Linked DNA regions of Anser cygnoides: region 2 is linked to region 1. Evidence: chromatin contacts called from public Hi-C data. All regions are on one chromosome and are shown on one strand. The core of a region is the stretch at or near the end of the contact, and the rest is flanking DNA. Distances in the headings are between cores, read along the strand shown. Region 1 holds the start of CASTOR2 (cytosolic arginine sensor for mTORC1 subunit 2). Region 2 overlaps CASTOR2 (cytosolic arginine sensor for mTORC1 subunit 2).

Region 1 (7,603 bases), core at 1,745-4,244:
GTTACTTTTCCTTCCCAAGAGGATTAAGAAAAACGTACAAGATTTGAAAAATTGTTCCAGCCCTATTCCCTAGTGTGCGAGACTGTGAAAGATATTCCAATACTCCCTCCAGATCACCTCTCAGAAGTAAGAGCCTATGCAAAACTGGAGTTTCTTGCCTTACCAACGTAAGGATACTGGTGATGTCATTGCCACCTCTCTGGATCACATCTGTCCCTCAAGTCGTTATTTCTCACCGGCAGCCTTGCAGCACAGGTAAGAGCTCTGTTTAAGGTCTCAATGGGAAAAAGATAGGTAGTAAAAGTAACGGGCATCTTTATTATCTCATCAGAAAGGATCTGCAGAGATGTAGGCCACCTTCTGCTTTCACCCCCCACGTGGTCCTTCCCCGGTAGGGTGATCGGGGGGACATTTGTCTTGCACATGAATAAAAAGTTGTCGTCTCCTGGGTGCATCCACTTCTTAGAGAAGTGAGAATAAACCAGCAGGACCATAAATTCAGTTACATCTCTCAGAGACTTTCACTTCTCATGCACACACATCCATCAGAGCAGAAGATCCATGGGGCAGGGGCCTTGGGTGCAGCAACCCAGAGGAGAAAGAGCAACATCTCAGCACTATCGGCTGTCTCAAGAACGACACGGGCAAGCTTTCCCTTCTCTCCCCTACATCTCTACTCTCTGCAAAAACAACAAAACAAAAGGGAAATAAACAGAAGTTCCCCATGCCAAACAAAACCTTTCCACAAACAGCTTTCTTCCTGACCAGTGAGGTTCCACGGAAGCGTTATTGATACTCACTGTGCATGGAAAGGGCCAGACACCAGTGGCCAGAGGAATCCCAAACTGCCCGGTGCTGCACCCCAACGCGGGACCAGGTATCGCACCCCAGGGCAAAGGGCACACTTGCTGTCCAAGCCTTTCACACCTCTCTACGTACATATACGAAGTTTAGCATGAAGCAAGAAGAAAACAGGACCATCCCATGCACTTAAATACGTAAATAGATCAGTAACCCCCAACCCCCAGCCTATGCATTAGAAGTGACAGGTTTGAAGATTTCACTGCTGACGCCGATAGCGACACTTTGTCAGCGGGGGGAGCAACAGCCCCCCCCCCCCCCCCCAAATCAGCAACCGCTTTCAATTAGCAATGAAATAACACATGAAAAATAGAAATTTAAGATTGAAGAGCCTTTAATACCCTGCTGGGTATTCAGGGACAGCAGTAAACAAGGTGCTGATGTGCATTACGCTGCAAACAACGTTAGCGCTGAGCCAAATGGGATGAGCCCCAAATCAGAGTGAGATTTCAATGCATGAAGTTTAACTGTGAGATAAGGGACTGTAATCAAATTACACCACAAATAGGTCCATTCATCCGTAAGCATTATTGCAGAGAGAGGATTGAATTACAGCTTGGAATAAAACAATTTAAGAAATAAAAAGCAAATTTATTATCTATTTATTATTGTCCTCCTGCCAAAGAAAATTTCCCACCTTCATTACAAGAATGCTATCTAAGATGAATCTGAGGAGAAAGCTGAAATACCAATTACCAGGCTGGAAAAACAAGAAGAGTTTGAGTCGTGCTATTTACATTCCCATTCCTCTTTCTGAATAGAGCAACAAAGTCAACAAGCGAAGTGAAGACATAGGAATATGCATTTGCAATTCAAGTTGTTTTGCTGTGAAAGGCCTAGGCAGCGAGGCACACTCGGTAATACCGGCCAGAGCGTTTTCTTTCCTTCCCCTAAGAAAAAAATAAAATTCTTCACGGTGCCTTCCATTACAGTTTTGTTTTTTTTTTTTTTTTCCTCCAGAAAGCTAGCACAATCCCTATTACTCAACACCACGATTTTTAAAGAGCACCAAGTGCAAGGCGAGCATTTCCCCTGCCCTCCTGCAATCCGGCAGCACCAAAAAAACACCTTTTAGCGCAAACCTTTGGACGAGCCGCCCCGCCAGCGAGCGGCAACAACCGGGAGGGGAGGGAAAAAAAAAAAAAGAGAAAAAAAAAAAGAGCGAGAGAAAAAAATAAAAAAGAGCAAAAGGGGAAAAAAAAAAAAAAAAGCAAGAGGAGAAAAAAACACCAGCACCGAGCTCTCCTCCTCCTCCTCCTGCCGCTGCCTTTGTTGTCCGGCGGTGGCCCCGAGCCTGCCCCCCCGGCCCCCACCTGTTCCCGCTGCGCTGCCCCAGGACCTTTTGGGGGGGGACCCCAAACTCCGGCCCTCTCAGCGTGGGATGGGGCTGGAGAACTGCAGGGAGGACACCCCTGTCCCCCCAAAACCACCCCTCTGGGGGGCAAGGTGCCCCCCAGGGCCAGCACCCCGGCTCCTAGCGAGGAGGGTGCCCCCCCCCCAAAACGCAGCACCCCAAGGTGCCCCCCCCAAAAAACGCAGCACCCCCGGGTGCCCCCACCCCTGGCAGCAGCACCCCGGGTGCAGGACGGCCGGGGGGTGCCCCCCGAGCTGGGTGCCCCCAAACTCCCCCCCCCACACCCAGGGGCGAGGAGGGGGCTCCCCCCAACCCCGTCCCCTTTTGGGGGGGAGCAGGGGGGGGTCCCCGGCACCCACCTGGTCTTGGAGGAGAGGAAGGCAAGTTTGATCAATCCGTAGGTGAAGAGCTGGATGCTCTCCTTGGCTATGCTGGCCACCCGGAGCCTGTGCTCTAGGATGTGCAGTTCCATCTTTTCCTCTTTCTCATTTGTAGTTCATCTAGCCCCGGCGTTAATGGGGGGGCTTGGAGGGGGGGGGGGGCTGTTACCGCCGGCGCCCCGGGCTCGCTTTTTGTGTTGCCGTTGCTTTTATTATTATTTTTTTTTCCCTCCCCCTCCTCTCTCTCCCTCCCTCCTTCCCTTCTCCTCCTCCTCGCCCGGCTCCTCTCCCCCTGCCCGGCTCCGGGGGCGGGGACGGGGGTGCAAAAGTTGCGCGGGGGGGCGCGGAGCGGGGCGGGCCGGGGCCGGGGCCGGGGCCGGGGCAGGGAGCGGAGCCGAGCGGGGCCGAGCCGAGCCGAGCCGAGCCGAGCGGGGCCGGCCGCACAAACAAGTTGCCACTCACGGCCCGCGCCTGCGCAGCGCCCCGCCGCACGCCGGGCCTTGGAGTCCGCGCAGCCACCGCCGGGCGGGCGCCGGCAGCCCCCGAGCCCCCCCCCGGGTCCCCGCTGGGGTGGTTCGGAGGGAAAGCCGGGGTCCTACCTGCGAGCCCCCGGCCTGGTCCTTTTTATTTTAAAAAATTTCATTTATTTTATTTTTACTTTAATTTACCTTATTTTACTTTATCTTAATTTTATATTATTATATTTTAATTTATTTTACTTTATTTTATCCTTAAAATTATTTTTATCTTTAATTATCTTTATCTTATTTTATCTTTATAATATCTTGTATTTTATCTTTACCTTGTTTTACTTTATCTTTACCTTATTTTACTTTTTCTTTACTACTTTATTTTTCTTTCATTTTCTTTATTTTCTTTATTTTCCTTTATTTTAATTTACTTTATTATTATTTATTTTTCTTTATTTTTCTTTTATTTATCATTTGGCTCAGGAGGCACACAGCGCAATCCTTCCGGAGCCAAGACCCAGCAGAAAAGAGAAGCTTCAGAAGTTTTCAATAATAAAGGAAATACTCTCATCTTACCCCAGTTATTGTCCTATACAGAAATACTCCCATCTTACCCCAGTTATTGTCCTACACAGAAATACTCCCATCTTACCCCAGTTATTACCCTACACAGAAATACTCCCATCTTACCCCGTTTGTTCTCCTATACAACCGACGCACAGCCCGCATCAGTTTCCCCACAAAGCAAAACCGAAGCGAACAAACCACCCCAATGTGCACCCAGGTGTTACAAAAGGAGAGCTGCGGTCGGTAGGAAGGCCAAAGCAGCCGTGTGAGGATGAGGATGGCGGTGGCCGTGCTGCCAGGGAAGGACGGGTCGGGGCTCCACACCAGCACCCCACTGGCGGGGCAGCTCCCGCACACTGGCCTGACTGCGCCAAGGGTGGGGGATCTCAGAACCAGGACCAAAAATTGGGGTTTTAACCTCCCATGTGGAAGGGTTCACTCTGGCTTTGGATCACGCTGATTCTGCTGTGAATAAGAGCAATACCCAGACTGCTGTGTCACTTTTCATTGCTGGATGACAAACCGACTTTGTAAAGACCATCGGTTACAGCCCTTGTGCTCTGCATGTGGGGAAACTGAGACACGGGCTGTGTGCAAGGGGCAAGACACAGCTCGGTGAGCTAAGCCCCTCTCCGGGCCACTCTTCTGCTTGAGATGAGCTTCCACAGTTCAATAACCTTTTAGGGCCTGTGTTCCTGTGGCAGAAATCCCTTGAATCCAGGCCTGCTGCAAGCTTCAGAAACTAGAATTTCCAAATCCTTTCTGCTCTGTTAATTCCCGCTGGATGGCTGTATTTGCCCCGCTGGACGCGTCCGTTCTTCTCCTGCCCATGGCCATACTTCTGAGAGGCTGTCTAAATTCTGTTATATCCCAAAAGGAAAACCTTGAAATCAGAGGCATTCGTATCAATAGTTTGAAATCATTTGGAGGAAAGGAAACAAAATATTGAAACTCTCATACATTTTTTAAAAGCCTTTAAAAACCTAGGGGTTGTTTTCATTCGTTGCCTCACGCGTAAGTCCTGATGACTGTAGGCGTTGCATTTTAGGAAGCTGAAGAGGGTTTTTAATCTGCTTCCACTGCTAGTTCAAGGTCTTGGTCTTCAAAGCTCTGGCTGTATCTGTGCCCAGCTACAGAAAGTGCCTGCACCTGCATCTGCAAATCACAGAGATAGCTGTGTTCCTGCGGGACAATGCAGGCCGCAGAGTCCAGAAGGAAGCAGCCAGGGACAAAACATTTGCCGTCAAGGTTGCTGTGAGCTTCCAGAGGAAATCAGACAAACGTAGCCTGAATTGCTTCTAGGAAATGCAGCAAAACTTTCCTCTTTTAAAAGATTTTCCATCATAATCAGGACAGCATTCACAATATCGACTCTTTGCCTCCCCGCTCAGAGACAAAATATGCTGCCCCCAAGCAGAGCTTTCTCAACCCAGGGAGGGCAGGCACTCCAGGAGGGCCACCAGGGAATATGCTTTTACCAGCCTAATTACCACAGAAAATGCTTACATGAAACAATGAGAGATGGTAGAACAGACCCAAAGGTAAAATCAGTGGGACCTTTTGAAGCAAGCAAATCATCAGAGACTTTTGTTCCGCCTGCAGGGAAGGAGAAAAGAGGCCCTGAGTTAGTCATCTGGATTTACTAAAAAAAGAAGAATCGAGCAAACAAGCAAAAAAAAAAATCCCCCCAAACCCACAAAACACAGAAATACTTCTTCATTTTTTAAGTTTACATCTGCTCCTCTCCAAAATTGCAATTTCTTTCCTGGGTCTGACCAGCTGCTCCAAGCCTTTCCAAGAAGGCCCGAAGGCCTCGCGGGGCAGTGAGTGCAGCCCTCGTGGCTACGTGAACCTTCGCACAGCTGACTGTAGGAAGCATTAGGAAAATATCGAACCCTACCAACACACAACCCAATTTTCTCCACATGAAAAAAAAAAAAATATGCCTAGCTCAGCACAGGCACATTTTTCAAGAGCAGGCAACCTGGCAATTAGCCAAAATACTATTAGGTGCCCCCTCCTCCAGTTGCCATTAGTATTCAGATCTCTCTCTCCCTCGTTGCCAGGTGTACCTGGGAGTTTCCGTGCAGGGAGCAGGCTGGAATGCGTTGTTATTACATACAACATGCTGTAATATCATTTAATTATTGCAATTCCAAGTTTTTCATATTTTTTGCAGCTCGAAAGGACTCTCTTGGCCCAGCCACAGAGCAGGGACCTGTTGTGCAAGATGATGTAACCACACTTTTTTTTTTTAATTAAAAACAAAACCCATTCCCTGCCCACACAGCTTCCAATGTCAGTTACCACAGCACATGCTGGGCAGACAGAACAAAGAAATGGGGAGAACGGACAAGAAAACAGGAAGATGAGATAGCAGCCAAACAAATCTCAGTATGAGGACCAGGCACCATGACTCACCTCCTGCCTGGAGGGGGAGCAGAGCCCTTACAAGCCATCACAAGTAGAAGAGATTTCTGAGTGCCTTAGGTCGCGGACCACCGATAACGCTTAGCAAACCCTGGGCTTTGAAGCCCCAAGGCCAGAAGCGGCTGGGTTTCCCTGTAGAAGTGCAGACCGTACTTGAACAGATGGGCAGTTTTCAGATATTTCAGCTTCTGCTCATGTTCACGTGAACCTTCTTACCGCGAGCAGGGCAAGAGCCATCTCCTGTTCGCCCCCAGGCACCATTTGTCTAGTAGTGAGGTCCTCTGAAGGAATGCAGTGTTTTATGATAACCCTAAGTTCAAGAAGATAGTCTGTATTGTGCCTTGAACCTTTGCCTCAGCAGCCAGGTATGGGTCAACAACAGTCCTCTGGGAGACTCTAGCTCTCCTGAGTCTTTTGTCCCAATGCTAAATTTCTCATAAACCACACTGCAGCCCAACACCCGAGTCTCTGCATACAGATCGCTTCCACTCAAACCGAGACACTCGAGAACAATCAGCGTTGCAGGAAAAAGAAATGGGAAACGTAGAAACAGTTTAGGTGAAAGGAATGTAATTACGCACTGTGATGAACAGTTCACCAAGAGCAGCGCTGTGCACAGAGGAAAAATAAAGGAGAATTTCTAATCACGTGAGTCATCATGTTTTATGCAGTTACTCCAAACTACAGCAGGATATTTCAGTATTATTTTAGTTAGCTGGTGGAAGGAAGTTCTTATATCATTTGTGGTCTCTTCTGATACCATAAAAAAGCCCCAAATTACTCTATTCAGTTCTCAAAGATGAGGCTATGGTTGCCTTTTACAGATAGATTTTTAACATGCAGTATCTAAATTCTTGGCAATAAAACCTCATTTTCAAAAAGAAAAAAGAAATATAGTTGAAATTCTCTCACACGATTTGTCTGACATGGCACTGCTGCAAACCTAACATTACTCTGCTGTTAGCAGAATTATGCTTTTCTTTCAGCAACATCTGAAGTTCAACAGCATCTTGACCTCTGACTAGGGCTCGTACCGGCTTCTAAGATGTGAAACAGCAGATAATACCAGTCCCAATGTGAATGACGTAATGGCAATACCCTGGATAAATATGCCCAAGGCAAGATGAATCCAGTGTCGCAGTTGTTTATACTAGCGTTTGCTTTTCCGCAGTAGACAGAGCATATGAAGTTCTTAGCACGTCTGTGGCTCTGGTGCGAAACTGGGGTCAGCGTGCATTTCTGGGGTCCCCTTCAGGCTCAGTACACAAGGGACACAATCTGTTCCAGTCTCGGGGAGCACTTTCTGAATGCAGACTGTGTTCAAAGCTTTGAGGACTGGAGGTATCTTCAGGTCAGTCTCAGGTTTTGACCAAAAGGGAAGCCATCACATTTCTTAACCAGTTTATTTGGGGATGAAAGTTACTTAGTAACTATAATTATCCAGGAACCCTTAGCTGAAGTTAAACAGGCCTTTCTGACCCAGGGAGGGTAACACCTCTTTACACAAACCGGTGAGCAGAGGCACAGAAAGACAGGCAAAA
Region 2 (7,603 bases), core at 2,861-5,360, 120 kb before region 1:
GCCATGTCACCTGCGTGTGGCGGGGCCAGACAAAACACCTTGCTTTTCAGGAGCGTTCAGCACCGTGTGGCTTTCAAAGGCCTGAACCCAATGGAAAGACCCTGGGAATCGAGTCCCCAGGCAGCAGCGATTTCCACCCTGGTGATGAAGGAGCTGATAAAACCCACCGAAGGGTCCTGGCAGGGTTTGGGCACCCTCCTGGCCCTGCAGGGGACAACAACCTGCTGTGGGTCTCGGACAAGATGGCCCAGGCTGTGCAGGGTAGGGGAGGAGCAGCTACTGAGGGGCCCTGGGCAACGCTTCATGCCCCCATGAATGTCCAAAAATAGGACGGGAAAGGAACGGAGGGGATGTGAGAAGAGAAGCCTCCCTCCTCCTCTTCTGGCCCTGGGGGACAAGGGGACAGCTGTGACGTGGGGTGAGGGGCCAACAGCTGCCCCAGCACAGGGGACACACTGGGAGGACACCGAGGGTGGCTGGGGAAAACTGAACTGGAACGGCCGGGCTTCGAAGCAGACAAAGCGGTGGTGGCACCACCTGGGAGGCAGGCCAGAGCAACACGTCCCCCCCGGGCTTACTGCAGGCAGCCAGGCTTTGACTGCAAGGAGAAAGGAAAGAAGGGGACAACTCAGACAAAAGGATACTCTCCCCTTTTCCAACGCCAAAGAGTTTTGTCAGGGGAAACAGAACCCGGTCCCCATCCTATCTCAACATACGCAACGACGGACGGTCCTCAGAGAAAGGCTGATGCGAGGAGACAAGCCAGCACTATGCGACGTCTTTTCCGTTTAATTCCACATTTCGTAGTGTTTATGGCCCCTCTGCTCTGGCCGTGCCACCAAGCCCTCGGCAGAGCGCCCGCAGCCGTGCCGCCACATTTCAGGGAGACACCGGTGTCCCCGGCGCGCTCCTTCCACACCGCCAAAGGTCGCCCTTCGCCTCAGCGCTGGGCCTCAGGAAACTGTCTGAACTCCCTTTCCTCCTGCCCCTCATTCATAAAGAAATTTAATAAAATAACAATAATAATAATAATAATAATAATTAAAACAAAGGCTTATTGGAGCTGTTTCTGCTCAACTTTCCACAGTCTCTTTTCATGTCACTCTCTGGAATCAGATTTTTTTCGAGAAATACTGTGAGAAAAAAAGAATAATAATAATAATAATAATAATAATTATAATAATAAAAAGCATCTGGAACCAGCTCAGAAGATTTCTAATGCTTTTCAGCTTGACTGACTTGGAGTGCATTGACCACACCGTTTATATTTTCTTCAGGTACCTGCAAGAAAACAGAAAAAGAGAAAGGTCAGGCTCTAGCAAAAGCCAGGGTCGGATGACAACGAAGAGAGAGGCAGGAGACAAAGCCAGAAGAGCCCCAGGGTGCCAGGTGGGATGCTGGACACCTGAGCTCCACTGAGAAAGGGCTTTGTCTACGAGAGACCCCCTCCGGTGCGAAAGTGCTGATGTGTAGCTCCCATAGGAGCAAGTTTTTCAAGTGAGAGCTGGCTATTTGCTGTCTGTACGGTGTCTGCTGGTGGGGAGACAACAGTTTTAGGCCCTTCCTTGCCTTCTCTTCTCCCTCTCCCCTCTCTTCCCTTGCTGTTGTTGGCAAAGCACCACGCTGGGGCGAGCAATGCTGCCCCTGGCAGGAGGGGGAGCAGCCGCTCCCCACCCAGGACTGCAGAAAACACACCACCACCTTTGGTGCTGCCACTGCTCCAGCGTTGGGTCTGGCTCAGGAGAGCCACTTTCTGCCCCCAAACCACCTCAAACCTTGCAATTCCCTGTATGGATTTCACAGGTGGGAGGAAAGGGGTAAAGCTGCAAGCCCTCGTGGCTCATTTATCCCGGAGACTTTGCTTTATGCGTGTGTATGCCAGGAGCTCACTTGCACACGGTGCCTGCCTGATGGATTTATACACCTGCCTGAGAGCCCGTGAGGCTCTCCAGGGCACCCTACAGGTTTGGGACACGAGAGCGTGGGTGGGGAGACCACATCAGGTGACGAAGGGACCGTTTGTCCAAAGAAGAAGAGGCCTGCCCATCTGTTTGTGGTGGGGGTCCCAGATGGTGCAGCACAGCACCTGAGAGTTCTTACTCCGATCTTGTGATGAAACTTAACCACAGAAGTCCACACACAATATTATTTGTGGGTGTCTGTTCACACTTGGTGCAGGAAGAATCCCTTGTAACAGAAGATGCAGAAGATCTTGGAGCGACTGTCATCAGTAGAAAAGAATATCACAAGTAAAGTTACGTGAGACAGAAAAGAGGCGTCTGACCGTTACATAAACCACAGATGACACTCAGGGGACAGGCAGCTAACAGCTCCTGGAAAGTGGAGAGGGGACTGAGGGAAAAATAAATTATCTGTGAGCTGCTGCAAGAAGCCAAAATAATTCACGTTAAGTAAGCTGAAGAAGGGACTGCTTCGTCTGTGAGGTATTTGAGTCCTTGGCCAGGAGCACAATACCTGGATTCATTGGAGACCCTTCAGAGCTCAGACAGTGGAAATAAAACTGGGCTGTGATTTTCTGCAGGGCTTTTAACAAAACTGAGAAAAATAATAAAAAAAAAAAAGGCCATGAGAAATAACAAGAAAAGCATTCAATTTTCCAGTGGGAAGATGGAACAGGAGACGCTAACTCTGATGATGTGTGAACAAAGGTCAGCTGGGAAAGGAAGAAAATAATCTTAGAACAACCATATAGCTATTTTTTCTGGGTTTGGAAGAAAACTCCAGCAAACATCCACCGCATGAAATAGGACTATGAGACAGGACTCTCCTCTGCTTCTTTCATTTTTTTTCCCTGTACATTGAATACTGCAGTGGTAGATGCTGTGTGGCTCTTTGCTTCTCCAGAAGATAATGAGAAAAGACACAGGAACCGAGTTTGCAGGACACGTTTCCTTAGCCAGACCCAGCAGAGGATCAGGATCTCTCCATGTGCTCCTTTAGGGCAGTACAGAAGCAGGAGGAAGCAGAGCTGGCTTTGACCTGCACCTCCTTGTTTAATTAAACTCAGCAGGCTGAACCTTCACTCACTGGAAAATGCTTGACGCCCTTAATGTCAAGGAAATATCAATCATACCACGAAGGTTTCGGCTTGATTTTCTCCAGGACAGATGTGCAAACAGTTTTGATTTGTAGGCAAACATCCTGGTTTGCCACCAGTGGAGAAGTCCTACCCCTCTCTGCCCCTTATAAGAGATCCCCAAACCAGGGCAACTGGTGCAGCACGTTCACTCGTCAGCCAGAGGGCAGAGCAAAGCATCCACGAAAGGCAGAGCAAAGCTCCAAACTACCTCCCAGACATTGCTTCAGCCTCATCGGATGCAAAATGCTGGTGAAGAGCAAGACACCTCCCAGCATGAGGCAATGAGAGCAGAGCACCTGGAAAAGCTAAAAGGGACCCTTCTCACTTGCTCTCTCTAGACATACCCTAGAGGGAGCTGGAAACCGTAGCTCTCTCCAGCCCAGTCCTACATCATCACACCAGAGACCTGGAGGTTCCCATCTCAGCAATGTCTCCCAAAGGGACCTCTTCTCAAGCACAGCTCCTGGTTTCCAGAGCACACTTCTACTGCTCCAGCAATGCAGGGAGACCTAAGTATTAACAGCCAGGTCAAATAAAAAAATAAGCAACAAAAAACACCTTAAGATGGACAGGAGGATAAAGATCAGGTCAAGGGGAACAACATTTTTTTTATAAAGCACTCTAAATTGTTGACAGCAAATACTGAATGACCTTAAACAAAGAAAGAGAGGATGCAGAGAAAGGATTCAGGATGCTCTTAGACCTTGAGAAATGCCACTAGAAGTCAAGGTGTTTGCGTAGCAAAAAAACAGTGTAAAGTTAGGGAAAACATGCCAGAATCTAGGTGAGGTTCTTGGCTAACCAAACCAGCCTAGAGCCAGAAAGCACACAGCCCAGCCACTGCTTCTGGAGCAAAGTCAAGCAAAGGAGGGCTTGAAAAGCACCAGCATCCAACATGTTTTGGTGAAAGGTTTTGACAGCTAGAATAGCACCATCCAGATGAAAAGGCTTTTAAAACTGTAAGAAAAAAACAACAAGTAGCAAGAAAAAGGATAAAATACTGATTTGAGGAAGGGAGATATGCAAGACCTTAATGCACAGCCAAAATAACACCTTGCCAGCTGCTCAGAGGCAGGGAGCTGCTGGGCTTGGATGCAGCAGGGAGAGATGCTTTTAAAAGGCGGAGCTGCTGCAGAGTCATCACAATTGTATGGCACAAGTTTTAAGTGAAAAATCTATTTTCAGCAGCAGGGTTTAGCTCTCCAGATATCGCTTGACAATTAGAAGCACTGTGCACCCTGTGCCCTGCACAGAAAGCATGTTCCTGTGGCCACAACAACAGGTAGGAATGTGAGGCAAAGCTAACAGTATTGATTTTAAAATGGTGTTTTATTAGCTTATCTTATCAGCACAGTTAATATTCAAGAAAATAAGACAAGCATATATAACACTCTGACCTTTGCTATCTAGAAAAATATTTACCTTTTACTCTTTACACATATGACCTACGGGCTGCAAATGGTTCGTGCCAGCTGTGAAAAACCAAAGTAATTAGCTGAAGGAAAAACAGTGCAAAAAAAACCCCTTGAACTCCTTGGAGCTTCTACAGGTCAAAAGTAGGGCCTGGACAGTGAATTTACACTGATATAAGGAGAGGTATAACGCAATAAAGGGCATATTTAAGAAAACAAAAAGCACAAAACAGCAGAGTTTTGTTAGTTTTGTTAGTGCATAGGCTACTGACTCCCTCCCTAAATACTTGAGGAACAGGCTCCAAGAGAAATGCCATCCTGTTTGCAGGCACAGGTGTAGCAATCTTCCCTTTTCAGGGAAATTCCTCATTTTTGAGGGTGTCCTATAAAGCCGAAGGAAGGAGCAGAGGTAGGCCCAGTGCCTAAAAGGTAAAATATCTGCTGATATAAAAGAGAAGAGAGCCCCACACGAATGACAAGACAATGCCTGCACTGCAACTGCTACTGATGCTCACAAAAACACGTCCTCAAAATCACCTGCCCTTGCCCGGCTGCCAGTTATTACTCCCTACGAAAGGTCTACACCAGGAGGAGGACAGAGCAGGAAGAGCAGAGCTAACCCTGACTCACAGACAGATCTCAAACCGCAGAGGTTAGGGCCACGCAGGCACCACGAGATGAAGGCAGCAGGGTGCTGTTGGTGCAGGACAGTTCCCCCACAAATGCACCATGCTCCGGAGAGTCTGCAGGCTCTGACCATGACTGCAGGAAAATGGAGCGGGTCGGTGGCTGTTCCTAACAAAGGACAGTGATGCACTGGAAGAGACTGGGAAGGTCACAAAGTCTCCATGATTCTCCAAGAATGACAATCCCTAATGAGGTTTTACCTTGGGGTAGGGCTGAGCTTGGTTCAGGAGCCTGTGACACAGGGCCGCTGCATCACAGAAAAGGCCCCTCAATGAGTTCTCCAGATGGGAAATGTTATTCTCTTCGTGGTTTTTCTCCCAAGGAAAAAGACCAAAAGACCTCCCCTACCCCAAAGAAGCTTCCTTAAGACTCACCAACGCGTGATCAAACTTAAAAGTACTGATGTAGTAGGCTGGGATGTCGGCCGCGGCCAAAGGCTCAGAAATCTGAGCGACAATTCCACATTCATCTGTAGGGGAGATAAAAAAAATGAATGATTGTCCATTTCACTGATACAAATTAAACATCTCAACTGGATTCTAAGCTAACATATTAAAATATTGCATACTCAGGGGACTGGCAGGTTCTATCAATTAATATGCTGGGCCATTTCTACATATTTTGCCTCTGAGATGCATTAAAAGAAGGTGCATGAAAATTTCCTTCTTGCATCATTTTTTTTGTCTGGTGTGGAAGAAAGTACTAAATAGTACCAAAAAAAAAAAAAAAGGAAAGAAATTTTCAGAAGTTTTCTTGAAGCCTGTATTTTGGAACTGTTACAGAAACCATGGGATGGAGCCCCAGTGTTTTCTGACTATCATGTCTTTATTGCAGAACTCAGATTGGACTCCTTTATAATTGCAGGAGACATGAAGATAACAGGAATACTTCTGCAGATGTGATGTATTTGCTCTGTGCTACTTAGGTCCAATACTCTTTTCAGTAGAAAAAACGTTTGCAGCACTGGAAGTGAAACAGGTCTGTGAACAGGACCCTTGCTGTAACTCAATACTCAACCTAAGGCCCCAGAGTTTTCCAAGGATTGCACTGGAGTACAACAGTGCTTTCTGACTGCTGCTTTCAGTACCTACAATGCATTCCCATGCTGCCTTTTTGTCCATTTTTAATTTTTAAACAGAGACCTAGCTGTATCTACCGCCAATGACCAGCAGATGAATGTAATTTAGATGGAGCTGTCAAGCACGTAGCACTTCTAGACCTGGAAGTCTGACTTATCAGGTAGGAGTCAGGCTCTACCTATTTGAAAACCTCAGCTTGCAAAGTCAAGTTAAGCTGCTGGCTCTCAAAAAGCCTCAGTCAGATGGATTTTTCCATCACCTTTGAAGGCCCCGAGGCAAGTGGCTACCTGTGCACCAACTGATCCCCCAAATGTTTACCTACCGAAGCCAAGAGGCTGCCCACCAATCCGCACCATCTTCCAGAGTTCGCCAGATGCACTTGTAAACAACAAATTATTAGGAAATCTGCAAAAGAAAAGGAACACCAAATGCGGCAATTAAAACACAGCGGTGTGTCGGATTCTGCCTGCGGGTATGCTGCTGTTCCTGTATCCCTTCCCTGCTTGAAGCCAGCAATAGCAGCAGCAGCAGCAGCTCGGTGAAACTGAGAAAAGTCATGGCAAACGGCACAGGTGCACCTGCCTGCCCCTCCAGATGTCCTACACTAAATAAGCATCTGATGCTGGAAGTGTACACAGGTACTCAGTGAGGCACAGAAAAAAAAATCCTAAGCAACAGGCGATGCCCCAGCTTTAAAAACCTTAAGACTTTTAATACAAGTGCTTGACTTGAGCTGGTTTTGAAGCACCTAGAGGCGGCAGATGCTTCTAGACACACTCTCTTTGGTATGTGACAGTGCCCAACGTTTTTGTGTCTGAGCATCACCAGTGCTTTTTACCATACCATCCCTGGGAGGCCCCTGAGAGCCCTGCAAAGATCCCAGTTCTGTAGTGAGGAAAGAAGGCTAGTTGGTGGCTACGTGACTTGCCCGAGGTCAAGCAGGCGGTGCGTGACAGAGAAGGAACTGGCCACCCCGGTTCCCCAAGCACCAGGCTGCTGCTCCAAGCCTCAGGCCTCTCTTGAAGGCAGACAGAGGTTTACCCCAATTAAGGTCGAAGAAACTTTCAAGAGGGCAATTAATAGTTTGCAAAACAAGCCCCTAGGGCAGGCAAGAATCAAACCAAGCACTGCACTGTGTGTCAAAAGCAAACCTATGCATCGCATCTCAGTGCAGCATGCTGTCTAGCCTCTAGACCTTAGAGACTCCTGTGACGTGGAGCTGCAGAAGTACACACACACAAACAGGCTGATATTTGTTCCCTAGCTGACTTTTTGCCTTGCCAGACAAACGAGCCATGGGCTCCTGCGGCACAGGGATGACTCAG

The links. Hi-C and Micro-C count contacts between places; a contact is called where the count stands out from the background.
Region 2: a Hi-C map of liver shows a contact between it and region 1, with 2.1 times the contacts expected there. The contact joins the enhancer-like site here to the promoter of CASTOR2 in region 1. A contact is called at or near these places in 4 of 7 Hi-C or Micro-C datasets (fetal liver, granulosa cells and liver).

Annotation. Positions count from the first base shown.
Region 1 is chr18:4,107,339-4,114,941 of Taihu_goose_T2T_genome, reverse strand. CASTOR2 (cytosolic arginine sensor for mTORC1 subunit 2) reads right to left here and starts at 2,994. Exons shown (of 9, transcript XM_066979646.1): 1 at 2,575-2,994. The coding sequence starts at 2,687. It overlaps LOC106041069 (a long non-coding RNA gene), which reads right to left. Exons shown (of 4, transcript XR_010825737.1): 3 at 5,139-5,228; 4 at 3,391-4,787.
Region 2 is chr18:4,224,513-4,232,115 of Taihu_goose_T2T_genome, reverse strand. It overlaps CASTOR2 (cytosolic arginine sensor for mTORC1 subunit 2), which reads right to left. Exons shown (of 9, transcript XM_066979646.1): 7 at 6,601-6,683; 8 at 5,574-5,668; 9 at 1-1,281. The coding sequence ends at 1,216. Among named protein-coding and RNA genes, the nearest start is that of RCC1L, 30 kb to the left of the region's middle. Within about 2 kb of position 4,110, at least 2 of the 3 cell types and tissues checked have open chromatin away from gene starts, as enhancers often do. A contact at or near this core is called in fetal liver and liver, where this site is marked.